Linked DNA regions of Sus scrofa: region 2 is linked to region 1. The links are chromatin contacts, called in public HiChIP or PLAC-seq maps. All regions are on one chromosome and are shown on one strand. Each heading gives the region's core, a stretch centred on a gene start, on an enhancer-like site or on the middle of the called end of the contact. The rest is flanking DNA. Distances are from core to core; before and after follow the strand shown. Region 1 holds the start of DHX58 (DExH-box helicase 58). Region 2 holds the start of DNAJC7 (dnaJ homolog subfamily C member 7).

Evidence for each region. HiChIP or PLAC-seq counts read pairs in DNA pulled down with a chosen protein or histone mark.
Region 2: a contact with region 1 is called in an H3K27ac HiChIP or PLAC-seq map of alveolar macrophages. The contact joins the promoter of DNAJC7 here to the promoter of DHX58 in region 1. A contact is called at or near these places in 8 of 47 Hi-C or Micro-C datasets (alveolar macrophages, blood, embryonic fibroblasts and 5 more) and 2 of 2 datasets of contacts at active chromatin or transcription factors (alveolar macrophages and skeletal muscle).

What each region holds. Positions count from the first base shown.
Region 1 is chr12:20,644,981-20,652,064 of Sscrofa11.1, forward strand. DHX58 (DExH-box helicase 58) reads left to right here and starts at 2,773. Exons shown (of 13, transcript NM_001199132.1): 1 at 2,773-3,013; 2 at 3,148-3,316; 3 at 3,525-3,726; 4 at 4,118-4,308; 5 at 5,018-5,134; 6 at 5,540-5,666; 7 at 5,819-6,010; 8 at 6,777-7,039. The coding sequence starts at 3,149. It overlaps KAT2A (histone acetyltransferase KAT2A), which reads left to right. Exons shown (of 18, transcript XM_013980960.2): 12 at 304-414; 13 at 603-806; 14 at 1,059-1,173; 15 at 1,267-1,303; 16 at 1,394-1,457; 17 at 1,577-1,661; 18 at 1,786-2,484. The coding sequence ends at 1,979.
Region 2 is chr12:20,722,823-20,729,906 of Sscrofa11.1, forward strand. It overlaps DNAJC7 (dnaJ homolog subfamily C member 7), which reads left to right and starts at 3,115. Exons shown (of 15, transcript XM_003131409.5): 1 at 3,115-3,277. The coding sequence starts at 3,201. NKIRAS2 (NF-kappa-B inhibitor-interacting Ras-like protein 2) reads right to left here and starts at 319. Exons shown (of 4, transcript XM_003131408.4): 1 at 1-319.

The DNA of each region.
Region 1 (7,084 bases), core at 1,523-4,022:
AGCAATATGGGATCTGAGCCACATCCGTGACCTACACCACAGCTCAGAGCAACCCTCGATCCTGAACTCACTGAGCAGGGCCAGGGATCAAAACCCGCAACCTCATGGTTCCTAGTCAGATTCGTTTCTGCTGCGCCACGATGGGAGCTCCACTGAATTTCAGTGTTTTAGCTCTTTCATGGGTTAACTTGAGAACAGGTCTGTAAGAACCTGTCTGCTGCCTCCTGTCTCTAGCTGCAGGCCTGCCCCCTCCCCGCCAGCCCTGTTCCCCTCCCCTGTCAGCCCTGCTTCCCTCCCCCGCAGGGCTATGGGACTCACCTGATGAATCACCTGAAGGAGTATCACATCAAACACAACATCCTCTACTTCCTCACCTACGCCGACGAGTATGCCATTGGCTACTTCAAAAAGCAGGTGACCCTCGCCTCACCCCGAGTGCCCACTGCCTGGGGACGGGTCATTCTGTCTAGCCCCCTGGTGTGGGTGGACTGGGGTCCCTTGGGTCCCCTGCTCCATCCAGCACCTGCGGAGCCGTCCTTCACGCCTCTCCTCCCTGGCTGCTGCCCCGGGAAGGAGCAGGGTTCTCAAGGGAAACTTCCCAGGTGCGGATTCAGGTTGGAAAAGCCTTGCTGATGCATCGGTGGGAACTCGCCACCTTCCAGGGCTTCTCCAAGGACATCAAGGTGCCCAAGAGCCGCTACCTGGGTTACATCAAGGACTATGAGGGCGCGACGCTGATGGAGTGTGAGCTGAACCCTCGGATCCCCTACACGGAGCTGTCCCACATCATCAAGAAGCAGAAGGAGGTGTGTGCGCGTGTGCGTGCTTTCACACAGGTGCACGCTCCATGGGGCTTTTCATGAACCTGCACGCGAGAGTGAGCACCGGTATGGGCATGTACCGCACATACACATGTGCATGTGTGAAGTGGGATGGCCCAGGAGCGATCCTTGCTCGTAGGAGGAGTGGCTGTTGGAGTCTGTGGTGGGGCCCTGACTGTGGCCCGAGAGGGTGGTTGCGGAGCTGGGGTTGGCCCCTCAGACTCTTCCTTCCCTCAGATCATCAAGAAGCTGATTGAACGCAAACAGGCCCAGATCCGGAAGGTCTACCCCGGGCTCAGCTGCTTCAAAGAGGGCGTGAGGCAGATCCCTGTGGAGAGCGTCCCTGGCATTCGTGAGCAGCGGGGGTCTTGGTGGGGGAGGGGGCGCACTGTTGGGGGTGGGGACAGGCATTCTTAGGGGCGTTCTCCCCACCCCTGCTTTGCAGGAGAGACGGGCTGGAAGCCGCTGGGCAAGGAGAAAGGGTGAGTGCTGCGCGGAGGGAGAGGAGCAGGGAGTGGGGGCGGAGGGACCAGGAGCCTCAGACTCCGCCTCTCGCCTCTCTCTCGCCCCAGGAAAGAGCTGAAGGACCCGGACCAGCTCTACACGACCCTCAAAAACCTGCTGGCTCAGATCAAGGTGGGCAGACCCCCTTTTGGGGGTCCCTGTGCCAATATCTGGCTTTGCGATGGGGGCGGGGCAGTCACCAGCTGGTTGTGGGCGCCGTGGGCCCGGGCCCAGCTTGGCTCTCCTTGCAGTCCCACCCCAGTGCCTGGCCCTTCATGGAGCCCGTGAAGAAGTCGGAGGCCCCAGACTACTACGAGGTCATCCGCTTCCCCATCGGTGAGGACCTTCCAGTCCAACCCCTTCCTCCCCTTTTCGCTGCGCCGCCCCGCATCGTCCCGGCTCCTTCCGTCCTGGGCCATGTGGCCTCTGAAAGGCACGCCCTTGTCCCCTGCTGCCCCAGACCTGAAGACCATGACGGAGAGGCTGCGCAGCCGGTACTACGTGACGCGGAAGCTCTTCGTGGCGGACCTGCAGCGGGTCATCGCCAACTGCCGCGAGTACAACCCCCCAGACAGCGAGTACTGCCGCTGCGCCAGCGCCCTGGAGAAGTTCTTCTACTTCAAGCTCAAGGAGGGCGGGCTCATCGACAAGTAGCCTGACTCTGGACCGTGGCCTCCACCCGTAAAGTCTCCGTCTCAGGCTCTGATCTGATGCCTGAGGTGGCCCTACCCAGGTCCCCCTCGGTGTGAGACACTCCAGCGGGGGCCCTGCACCCCGCGATCCTGCAGCCTTTCTGGGCCCTGGGGCACCGCACGCCTGCAGCTCTGTCCCATCCTTCCTTGTGTCTGACCTTGGGGAGGGGTTTCTGGGTCTGGAGCCCAGCCCCTCTAGAGTGGCTGGTGGCCCCCAGCCCGGGTCTCCCCACTAAGCTATGGCGTCTTAGAAGCCCGGGCCTGGCCCAGGTCACTGTTTCCTCAAGGGCAGGATTTCCAGTTTTCGCTTGAGTGACGGGCCCTCAGGGGTTGGAAGTTCAACCTGGACTGGAGGGGCCGAGCGTCATTCTGCACTGATCTGTTTTTCCCCTGGGGTGGGGGCATGGGGACCATTCATTTCTTGGCATTAATCCCTTGGAGGGAACAATAAAGTTCTTTTTTTTTTTTTCTCTGTGTGATTATTTATCAGTGGAATCCCCAGCCTCAGCAGGCAGGGCCCGTTCTGCCAGCATGGCTCACGCCTGTCCCCGCACCCCTGGGCTGATGGCTACCTGCCCGTAGCCCCCCACGTCTCCCTGCTTGCTTCTGCTGGGCCAGGCATCGTCACGTGGGTGGGATCGGTTACAGCCGCGGCCCTCACGGGGGCGGGGCGGGGCCGGGCGGTGAAGACCCCTCTCCAGGGGGTGGGGCCAACAGGACCCGGGAGGGAAGAAAGGGTATCTTGCTGGCAGCAGCCTTTCTGTCTGCCCTGCTTCTGAAGCTCGTAGTTTTTTTCGGAGGGGCAGGGAAGGGAGAGTCTTAGTTTGATCTCTGCTGGGCTAGCTCCTCCCTTCAGTTTCAGTTTCCATTTCCTTCTCAGCAAGCCCAGCGGCATCTGGGCTAAGCCCGCAGAGCGCAGAGCGGCCAGTGAGACGCTGAGGGAGCAGGTGTGGTCCTTAGTCCTCTGCCTCCCCTCCTACCCAGATAAGGTTCCTGGTAGGTCCCTCCGTGGCCCTGCCCTCTCCTCCCTCAGGCGGGGGTGGAGTCCGGGCAAAGGGAGTGGGGAGAGGCGCTGAGGGGAGGCTGGGCTGGGAGGGGTCCAGGGGTCTTGAGCTCCCTGCCATTCCTAGAATGGAGCTGCGACCCTACCAGTGGGAGGTGATCATGCCCGCTCTGGAGGGCAGGAATATCATCATATGGCTGCCCACGGGCGCTGGCAAGACCAGGGCGGCTGCTTATGTGGCCAAGAGGCATCTGGAGACTGTGGATGGAGCCAAGGTGGTTGTGCTGGTCAACAGGGTAAGTGGCCTGCCCGCCCCCCAGCAGGGTCTCAACTCCTCAGGCGCCTCTCAGGATCTTCCAGAACTCCAGAGCAGCTGTGGCCGTCTCCAAGCTCACATGTCTTTTCACCCATTCCAGCCCAGAGCCATGTCCTGGGGGTCACCCTGCCTTCCCTGCCCCTGGCCCTGCTCCAGCTTCCTCTCCCCATCTCATTCTCCACCCCCAGGTACACCTGGTGACCCAGCATTGTGAGGAGTTCAGCCGCATGCTGGACAGACGCTGGGCCATTACCACCCTGAGCGGGGACATGGGGCCACGAGCCGGCTTTGGCCACCTGGCCCGGAGCCATGATCTGCTCATCTGCACAGCTGAGCTGCTACAGAAGGCGCTGACCAGCGAGGAGGAGGAGGAGCACGTGGAGCTCAACGGTGAGGACCGCGGGCCGCGGGCAACGGTGTGCCCCCAAAGTCCCTGCCTGCCCACTCCAGGGCTCCTGTTCTAGTAAAAGCCTTGGGACATCTCGTGGGACGAGGGATCCCCGCTCACGAAACCGCAGCAGACACCTTCTAAAAACCAACCCCCGTCTACAATGCAGGATCTTGGGCCAGTCCTTTCCCCCAGCTGAGCCTCAGTTTACTAATCTGTAAAATGGAGGTAAATGGCCGCTGCCTGGCCCTGGGCCCAGCTGCAAGCAGTGAAAGGAGGAAGGAATTCTCCCATGAGTTTGGGGGCCACATGAAACAAAGCTTGTGGGAGGAAGGGATTTGCAAACACGGGTCATAACCTCCCCACCCCACCCCCACCCCCACCTTCCTGCAGTCTTCTCCCTGCTGGTGGTGGATGAGTGTCACCACACACACAAAGACACCGTCTACAACATCATCCTGAGCCAGTACCTGAAGCATAAATTCCAGAGGACGAAGCCACTGCCGCAGGTGCTTGGGCTCACAGCCTCCCCAGGCACAGGCAGGGCCTCGACACTCGATGGCGCCATTGACCACATCCTGCAGGTCAGCTCAGCCCCTGGAACTCTGCCACCAGAAACCTCCCTGGCCTGCCTGGCCCTATCCCATGCCCACCCGCCCTACTCAGGCTCCTGAGCCAGGGTTTGGGCTCCTTCTTCACCTAAGCGCCAGCCTCAGAAGGCTTCTGGTTGCGCTTAGAATGATCTCCCAACTCTTCGGGTTTATAAAGTTCCATGTGATCCAGCCCCTGCCTCCCTCCCTCCTGCTCCTCCCGCCTTCTCTCTGTATCTTGAGCATATCCAACTGGTTCTCATCTCAGGACCTTTGCACCTGCCCTTTCTTTGGCCCCGAATGCCCTTACCCTCCACTTTACCTCCTTAGCTCTTTTCTTGTCATTCAGGGAACAACTGAAAAGTCACCTCTTCAGTGTCTTCCCTGCGCAGCGCTGCCCTCTTTCACATCATCCAATTTTATTCTTTTCAGAGCTAGTTAACACCACCCCAACTCTCTCATTCTGTTACTCTCTTACCTGTTTATCATCCCTCTCCCCAACTCCAGTGTAAGATGCTCTGTAGCCCCAGTAACTAGAGTAGCACTGGGCACAGAGAGAGTGGGCCGTAGCTCTTTGGTGAATGCATGAATCCTCACTCACAAGGGCCCTGCCTCAGGTGGGACCCATCCTGCCCCCAAGCACTGCCTGTTGTCCCCACAGGACCCCCTCCCCATACCAGTGAACCCCTCTTTGTTGCCCCAGCTCTGTGCCAACCTGGATACGTGGCGCATCATGTCACCCCAGAACTCCCGCTCCCAGCTGCAGGAGCACAGCCGGCAGCCCTGCAAACAGTACGACCTCTGCCACCAGCGTGCCCAGGTACATGGGGAAGGGGGCATGGCGCGGGTGGCGTCCGCTGTGAAGTTAAGGCACCTGGGGTTGAGCTCTGACTCCACCTGTGGCTTCAGGTTATTTGCCTGTGTCTCAGCCTCCATCTCTGTTTTCTGTGAAATGGGGCAGATGCAGCCCATACCCTAAGGCTGCTGTTTGGTTTGACTCAGATGCCACCATGGGCATCTGTCAAAACACCAGGCACACCATACAGTGCTTCGCAAACCATAAAGCTGGGGCACTGTGTGCTGAGTCTGCTCTAAGCCCTCTCCTGTGGCACGGACCCTGCCTGGCGTCTGCTGTGACAGGGCTGGATGGGGATTAGACATCCCTGCGTACCCATTCTCCTGATGTGTATGGCGATCTCCTCACACCCTCTCCCTTCTGGTCCAGGACCCGTTTGGGGCCAAGCTGAAGAAGCTCATGGACAAAATCCACCGCCATCTGGAGATGCCGGAGTTGAGACGGGACTTTGGGACTCAGACATACGAGCAGCAAGTGGTGGAGCTGAGCCAAGCTGGTGAGAGGGGGCTGACCTGGGGGAAGGCAAGGGGGCTGCGGTGGTCCAGGCTGGGTCAGCCTGGGTGGAGTCTTTCAGGGGCGGGGTCTAGGTGGGAGTGGGCCCTGGAGGGGCGTGGCCACCTATTCTCTGCCAATCCGGCCCTCCGGCAGCGGCTGAGGCGGGGCTCCAGGAGCGGAGGGTGTATGCGCTTCACCTGCGTCGCTACAACGATGCGCTGCTCATCCACGACACAGTCCGCGCGGTGGACGCCCTGGCCACGCTGCGGGATTTCTACACCAGGGAGCGCGCCACCAAGACCCAGATCCTACAGGCTGAGCGCTGGCTGCTGGCGCTGTTTGATGGTGAGGCTTGCAGCTGACCTAGAAGTCAGAGGCCAATCAGGGCACAGGTGCCAATGTGGGTGGGGAAGGTGCCAAGGAGGGTACTCGAGCCCTAATTTTCTAACCAAAGGTCAAGGTTGTGGATATGACAAAAGATATTATGCCCTCATTTGTGAAGGTTTGCAGGGATGAAAAAACTAAATCAGGTGATTTTTTTTAAAGACAAAAATGTTATTTTAAAAAATCTTATTGGAGGAGTTCCTATCATGGCGCAGCGGAAACGAATCCGAATAAGAACCATGAGGTTGTGGCTTTGATCCCTGGCCTCGCTCAGTGGGTTAAGGATCTGGCATTGCCGTGAGCTCTAGTTTTGGCCACAGAGGCAGCTCGGATCTGGCGTTGCTGTGGCTCTGGTTGTAGGCCGGCAGCTGTAGCTCTGATCTGACCCCTAGCCTGGGAACCTCTGTAAGGTGTGGGTCTGGCCCTAAAAATAACAAAACAAAACAAAAAAAGATCCATCCCGGAAACTGGGTTGAAGGGGGCTGCTGGAGGAGCAAAGGATTCTACACTGTAGGCCCCGGATGTAAGGCTGGTTTCGGGCTGGGCGGGCAGAGGGAGTCCTTAAATGTGCTTTTGGTGCTGTTGGTGCTGTTCAGGGAATTGGGCAGGAGCAGGTGTCCTCAGCTCCCTCCCCCGCAGGGCTCCTGTAATCCCCCCACCCCCACCCCCTGCCTTGCCCGCCTCCGGGACTGAGTCCTGCGCCTCAGTTGTGGGGCTTTTCCGGCAGATCACAAGAATGAGCTGGCCCGCCTGGCAGCTGATGGCCCAGAGAACCCGAAACTGGAGGTGCTGAAAGAAATCCTGCAGAAGCAGTTCAAGGGTCCCAAGAGCCCCCGGGGCATCATCTTCACCCGAACCCGCCAGAGCGCTCACTCCCTCCTGCTGTGGCTCCAGCAGCAGCCGAGCCTGCAGACTGTGGACATCAGGGCCCAGCTGTTGATTGGGGCTGGGAACAGCAGCCAGAGCACCCCGATGACCCAGATGACCCAGGTCTGGGCTTTGGGAAAAGGAGCTGAGCATGAGGGAGGGGACACA
Region 2 (7,084 bases), core at 1,865-4,364, 78 kb after region 1:
AGGCTCCGTCCGGGCCCGCCCGTAGCTTCCATCCGGCAAGCCCATTTCCGGCGGCGGAGAGCGGTCGCCGGCCCCACAGCGCCCCCGGAGGCCGGCGGGGAAATGACGGCCGGGACCTGGGCTGGGTGGTCGGCCCAACGCAGGGTTCTAGGCTCCCGGGATCTCAGATGCCCAAATGTTCTTTCTCTAAAGGTTAACAGTACAGTAAGCCTGAGTTTATTCAGTCGTTTATCCATCCAAGGTCTTCTGAGCGCCTATTCTGTGCCAGGTACAGGACCACTTGCTGAGAAGAAACTGGCAAAATAGACATGGTAACTGCCCATTAGAATGTCACCACCTAGGAGTTCCCATAGTGGCTCGGCGGGTTAAGAACCTGACTAGTATCCATGAGGATGAGGGTTCCATCCCTGGCCTCACTCAGTGGGTTAAGCATCTGGTCCTTGCGGCCGAGGTGCACCGTAGGTCACAGAAGCCGCTCGGATCCTGCGTTGCTGTAGCATAGGCCAGATTGGACCCCTAAACCTGGGGACTTCTTATGGGTGCAGCTGCCTTGGGTGCAGCTGAAAAAGAAAAAAAAATAAAAAAGAAGAAAACCTCATCATCTAGAGGAACTAGACATCTAAACCAACAATTACAGTACAGCATGGTAAGAGTTACTACAGAAGGGCTACGGGAGCACAACCAAGGGGCATTTACCTGGGGTGGGGGGCAGTGGACACCACGAACTCCTTGGAACCTTCCTGGAGGATTTATGTCCTCCTGCGGTAGCTTGGGTTGTTTCAGAAGCTCCGGCTTAATCCCCAGCCTGGTACAGTGGCTTAAAGGTTCCCATGTTGCTGCAGCTGCTGATTCAATCTCTGGCCCAGGAACTTCCATGGGCCAGAGGTGCAGCCATTTAAAAAAAAGAAAAAAAAAAAAAGTCACTCTGGGAATTCCCACTCTGGTGCACTGGATTAAGAATCCAACTGCAGCAGCTCAGGTCTCTACAGAGGGACACACAGGTTTGATCCCCAGCTGGCACAGTTGGCTAAAAGGATCCGGTGTTGCTGCACCTGTGGTGGCAACTGGGATTCAGTCCCTGGCCCAGTGAACTTTCACATGTTGTAGGTATGGCCATATTAAAAAAAAAAAAAAAAAAAAGAAGGCCACTTGCCACTCTGGTAGAAGAATGAAGCTTGGAGAGAGATGAGATGTGGGGTTAGTGAGGAGATTATGGTAGCATTCCAAGCTTTGTTTTGCTTTTTTTTTTTTTTTTTTTGTCTTTTTGCCACTTCTTGGGCCGCTCCTGCGGCATATGGAGGTTCCCAGGCTAGGGGTCGAATCAGAGCTACAGCTACCAGCCTATGCCAGAGCCACAGCAACGAGGGATCCAAGCCGCATCTGCGACCTACACCACAGCTCACGGCAACGCTGGATCATTAACCCACTGAGCAAGGGCAGGGATCGAACCCGCAATCTCATGGTTCCTAGTCGGATTCGTTAACCACTGCGCTACAACGGGAACTCCTGTTTTGCTTTTTAATGATGAGAGCCTGAACTGGGATGGAAAGGAGTTAGACTGGGGAGACATTTGGTAAGAGAATCAGTAAGACTTGGAGATATATGGGGAATCTTAGATTCAGAGAACACAAATTTGGAAGATACTTAAAGACAGATGGCCTTCTGCATTAGACTGTAGGCTGCCAAGCCACTGGCAAATGGGGCAGGTGGTCCGAGTCTGTGCCTTCCCAACCTAGCAAAAAGTAGGCACTTTAGAGAGGGCTGCTGAATGACTGGCTGGATGAACGACTTTTCTCTTCCAAAAACCTGAGCCTCTCCCATCCTCTGTTCCCCAGGTGCTAGGTGTGATTTAGCTTCCTCAGCACTGTGATAGGCAGGGGCCATGCAGGCAACTTACCAACAATGGCACAGACTGTTTTACTGAAGAAGGGGGATAAATCCTTTTTAAATTCCCTTGAGCCCCTCTTATTTTAGTATCCATTAACTCTAATTTTTTTTTTAATCTTTTTTTAGGGCCGCACCCACAGCATATGGAGGTTTCCAGGCTAGGGAACCTACACCACAGCCACAGCAACGCCAGATCTGAGCCACCTCTGCGACCTACACCACAGCTCAGGGCAACGCCAGATCCTTAATCCACTGAGCAAGGCCAGGGATGGAACCTGTGTCCTCATGGATGCTAGTCAGATTCGTTTCTGCTGAGCCACGACGGGAACTCCAGTACCGGTTAACTTTAATTTTTAACTTCAAACTCCCCCAATTTAACCTCAGGAAACCCCAATACAATTCAAGGCCACAAATATTATTGGTTTGAGTGAAGGGAGTTGCTAAAAAGATGATCAGGCTGTGTCCTTGCCCTCTCTGAGTTCCCGATCCAGACTGCATTTGACAAGACAAGCGTGCTGAGCAGGGAGTTTACATAAGGGTTGAGAGCAATGGGGACACTGTGGAGAAGGGACCTCACCCCGTGAGCTGCCTTATAAACTCCAGAGCAGAGTCTGGGGCCCCATGCCACCCTCCCTAGGTTTAATGCTGAGATGGCACTCCCGGAGGCTGACATGAAAGCAGCCTCATCAAAGGGTCAGCGTCATTAGGGTGATGAACCAGTTGGTGCTTGGAGATCCAGAGGGGATGAAAGGCGCGGTGTGAAGACGCCCTGCGTTCCTCTGGCTTGGTTGGGCAGGGCTTCTAGGGGCCGATGAACGCTGGGGAAGAAGGACTCAAAGTGTCTCTTCTTTCCTTTCGTGAAGGAAGCTGTGGACACACTCTCAAGGTCGAAAAGATAGTAGTGGGGGGGGGGGGCTCTTTCCCTCCAGGTCACAGGATCCCTACCCAGTCCGACTCTCCGAGCCTCACGGGAGACTCTCTAGGATTGGAAGTTGTTATGGCAACGAGGCTCTCAGAATACTGAGAAAAGCCAAAGCCTAGAGAGGAGACAGCAGCCTGTATCCCTCGTCCGACCCAAGGGTAAAGTGGCGCCCCCTACGCACAGGAACCGTCTCTGGGTCCCCGCCCCAGGGCGGAGACCACCGTGGACCTCCGAGGGCGGGAGGCCGCTCTGGCCCCAAGCAGAGCCTCTCGCTGGTAGACGGGCCCGAGGGAACCCCTCTGGGCGCAGCGCCGCCGAGCTGCTCGATGGTCCGACCGGAAGTGCTCTTCACCGCCGGCCTCCCACCCGGCTCTCTGGTCCCGGCGGTAAGATGGCGGCTGCCGCGGAGTGCGATGTGGTAATGGCGGCGACCGGGCCAGAGCTGCTCGACGACGAGGAAGCGAAGAGGTAACCGGGTGGCAGGGTAGGGGAACGGGCGAGCTTAAGCTCCGTGGCTCCGGGAACCCCGTCCTTGCCGTGGTGCAGCCCCTGTCGAGGCGATGCCCCGCCCTCCGAGACCCCCCCCCCCCAATCTGGGCTCGAGTCCGGATGGACCCCCTGAAGGGGCGCTCTCGGAGGTCGGCCCTTCCCTCCAGCTTCCGCCTGGCTGGGGAGCTGAGGCTCGGCCTTGTTTCCCCAGCAGAGAGGAAGGTCGTCCTCATTGCAGAGGCCAGGTCTCTGAGGGGATCTGGGAGGTTTGTTGCGGGGTGGGGGAGGCGGCGCAGTGGTGATGACGACTTCTTACATCGCCCCCGACCCCCTCCTCCTCTTGCTAACTTCTGCACATTGTTGTCTATCAGCACTTTGCATCGCCAGAACCCTCTTTTCTCTCTCCCTTTCCTCCGTAGTTATACCCCAGCGAGTACTAGTCTGGCCCGAGGTGATTGTGTGTCTTCATTATTGACCTGGTGGCCCCTCGGTTGCCCTAGAAGTTGAAGGTGATAAAGAAGGGTGAGGGGCTTGTCTCATGGTCTGCACGCCCAGCCCCCCGTCCCCCTCCGTCCTTCCTAAGATCCTCATTTTCCCCAGGACTATTTCTTAAGCAGCAAGAAGGAGGCCAGCTGCTTGGGCGCTGTTGGCGCTGCTGGGCAGCCGCAGTGGCTCGAGATTGCCAGTCCGGACTAGCCAAGGGAGCTGCTGAGTGAGTGGTTTTCGAGAACACTCTGGGTTTTGGCTACAGCTAAAGCAGGTTATTGGAGTGGGGTTGGAACACAGTTGTGGGTAGTCATACTTGTCCTAATGCTGGAGCGGAATTCACGAAAAGGTTCTGGAAGTTTGGAGCCCTTTCCTTATCAGGCGCAACTTAATTGACTACGGTTCCCTCGTTCTCCTTCCTACTTATTGCATATCTTTATATCAAGCCCATATGGCTTCAGTCTGGGTGGTTTCAGGTGGTGCGTAGTTCATGAGATCTGCAGTCAGGATTCTGAGGGGTATTTTGTTTGTTTGTTTGTGTGTTTTTACTGTCCAGGTTTGAAACATAAGGGGTGCTCAGGGAGGCAGATGAATAGTTACCAAGTTTAAGGATGGTTATTGCAGTCAGTGTCCCAAGTTCCTGACCTCTTGGAAGCCAAGAGCCTCACAAAGTGGAGTAGGCCCCTGGGATTTCAGAGACGTCAGGAAACCAGAGCAACTAGTCTCTCTCAGTTTTGAGCTTTCACAAACCAGTTACTTCCAGGTATTTAGAATTAAGCATCATCAGCATCATTAAGTAAGTACAAAACGAGACGCACAACTACCCCCAATACACAGAGCTTAAGTTAATTGTAAGGATTTACCTTGTGTTTGGAAAAAGTTCAATGGTTGTTTGTACTATAAATAGGAAGTTGGGTTGTAAGTAATTTAAAGTAAACTCACTCTGCTCAGTATGTATCTCTTTGACATGGAGTTCCCATTGTGGTTCAGGGGTAGCAAACCCAGCTAGTAACCATGAGGACGCAGGTTCCATCCCTGGCCGTAGCTCAGTGGGTTAAGGATTCCGAGTTGCCCTGAGCTGTGGTGTAGGTCGCAGATGTGGGTTGAATCTGGTGTGGCTGTGGCTGTGGTGTAGGCTGGCAGTTGCAACTCCAATTCGACCCTTAGCCTGGGAATTCCATGTGCTACAGGTGCAGCCCTAAAGAGACTAGAATGAAATAAAATAAATAATCTCTGACATAAGAACTGTCTCTAATTTGAGTTTCACTGCAAAGTCCCTATGTAAAGCAAATTCTTCTCCTTTAAACAAAAACACACATCTTTAGAAAATATTCTGTCATAAGAAACTTAAAACAGGAGTTCCTATTGTGGCTCAGCAGGTTAAGAATCCAACTAGTATCCATGAAGACGCAGGTTCAATCTCTGGCCTCTGTCTGTGGGTTAAGGATCTGGCATTGTCGAAAGCTGTGGTATAGGTCACAGATGCAGCTCGGATTCCGAGTGGCTGTTGCGTAGGCTGGCAGTTGCAGCTCTGATTCGACCCTTAGCCCACAAACTTCTTGCTGCGGGAGCGGCACTAATTAATTAAAACAGGTGATGCTGTAATGTACCCACATCACACCCACAAAAAATACGGTATTTGGTAGCAGTAAACAGAATAAGGGAGGGTGCTGACTTGAGCTAACGGCCTTATTTCATGGAGTTTAAGATGTCTTTGATTATGAAATGCACATTTGTTTTATCTACCGCTGAGGGAAAAAACCTGTGAATTTTACTATGAAAAAAATGCATTCTTATGAAATACTTATATGTTAAACATACTTATATAGATCTTTTTGAGACATGATAAAATATAAATATTACATACCGTTTATGTGAACAAATCAAAAGGAAAATAAACAAAAATCTGACACTTTGACTCTCCACCATATAAGGCACCCTTAGGAGGGTAAACATTGGGGTGTGTTAGTGAGAAAAAGTCTTGTTTATGTGTAGCTTTCCAATACTGAAAATGGAGTATTGACTTAGAAGTTTCAGAGGAAGATTATTTTATATTTTTCATATATTCTAGAATCCTCGTGTGCTGTCACAGCAGAGGGCAGGGATAGACACATCTCTTACGGATGCCCTTTACCATCCAACTTGGTTAGTTATTTGGCCAAGTTTGTGTCTCTTTTTATAGTCCTACTAGCAGTTCACTTGGGGACACAGGAGTTGATGGGTCTCTTGGGTTGTTTTTGTGAAGTCCAGCAAAGAGTCCTTCCTTGCATCTTTGTGCAAGGGCATCCTGCTGCTGCTACTGCTGCTAAATTGTCACAGTCCCACGGGGCAGAATGAGAGGAGCTTTTAAGACATTGGACCTTGTGGTTGTAGTATTTTAAATGGCTACATGTTTTATTTCCTTAGCTTTAGTGTCTCTAGAGAGAAAGAAATAATAGACTTCCATTTTTCTGCCTGTCACTCTGACAAAGTTCTTTTTCCCTCATAGCAGCTGAGAGGCTAAAATAAAAGAGGCATTAGTTGGCGTGCCAAAATAGATCTGAGTTCTGGACACAAAGATTATTATTTCTCTTTGCCCACCGGAACAGATGAAACTGCTTGGGGAGCCAGAGGACTATATTGCAAAGATTTTACATTTCAGCTAATTTAAGGCCTTACATTTTCCTGGAATGTTGCTGATTGTTTTACCTGATATATATATACCTGTCTGGAGTGAAGGCTCTCTGTCCCATTTCCCAGGTTGGGGAACAGTTTGGTCTCCATAGATCTCTATTATGGTAAAATTGAGGGATTTCAAGTTGATCATCAATAAAGGAAGCACTTCTGTGTCGGCATACTCCTGGCATGACTGGACAGCAAAGTCCCAAAGGACCAGCAGCAGTCGGGGGCTGGGGTGGCAGCAACCTAGGAGCCAGGCAGCCTTACCTGATTCCTTGGGCTGATAGTCTTAACTTCGCAGTGTCTATTTTCCTGATGGACACAAGCAAGAACAATTATTAGGCCTTTTCTTAGTACTTAGGTATTGTAAACTCTTTTTGGGTTTTGCCTTTTATTTCTCTAGGCGTATTGTTGGTGGGAAGCACTGAACCATGATTTCGTATCCGGGGGTCACTGTAGTTGCTATTTACTGCAGCTTTTTTTGTGATGTTTTGGAGTTTGAGGTTTCAACTGCAGAGCTCTGGGGGTGCATTTCCCCCCCTCTCCTTCCTCCCTCTGTTTCACATTCTTAGACTTTTGTCCCCCTAAACTTTTTCTTGAAGTTCCAGGGCAGACGGCTATACAAAAGACAAAGCCTGCAAG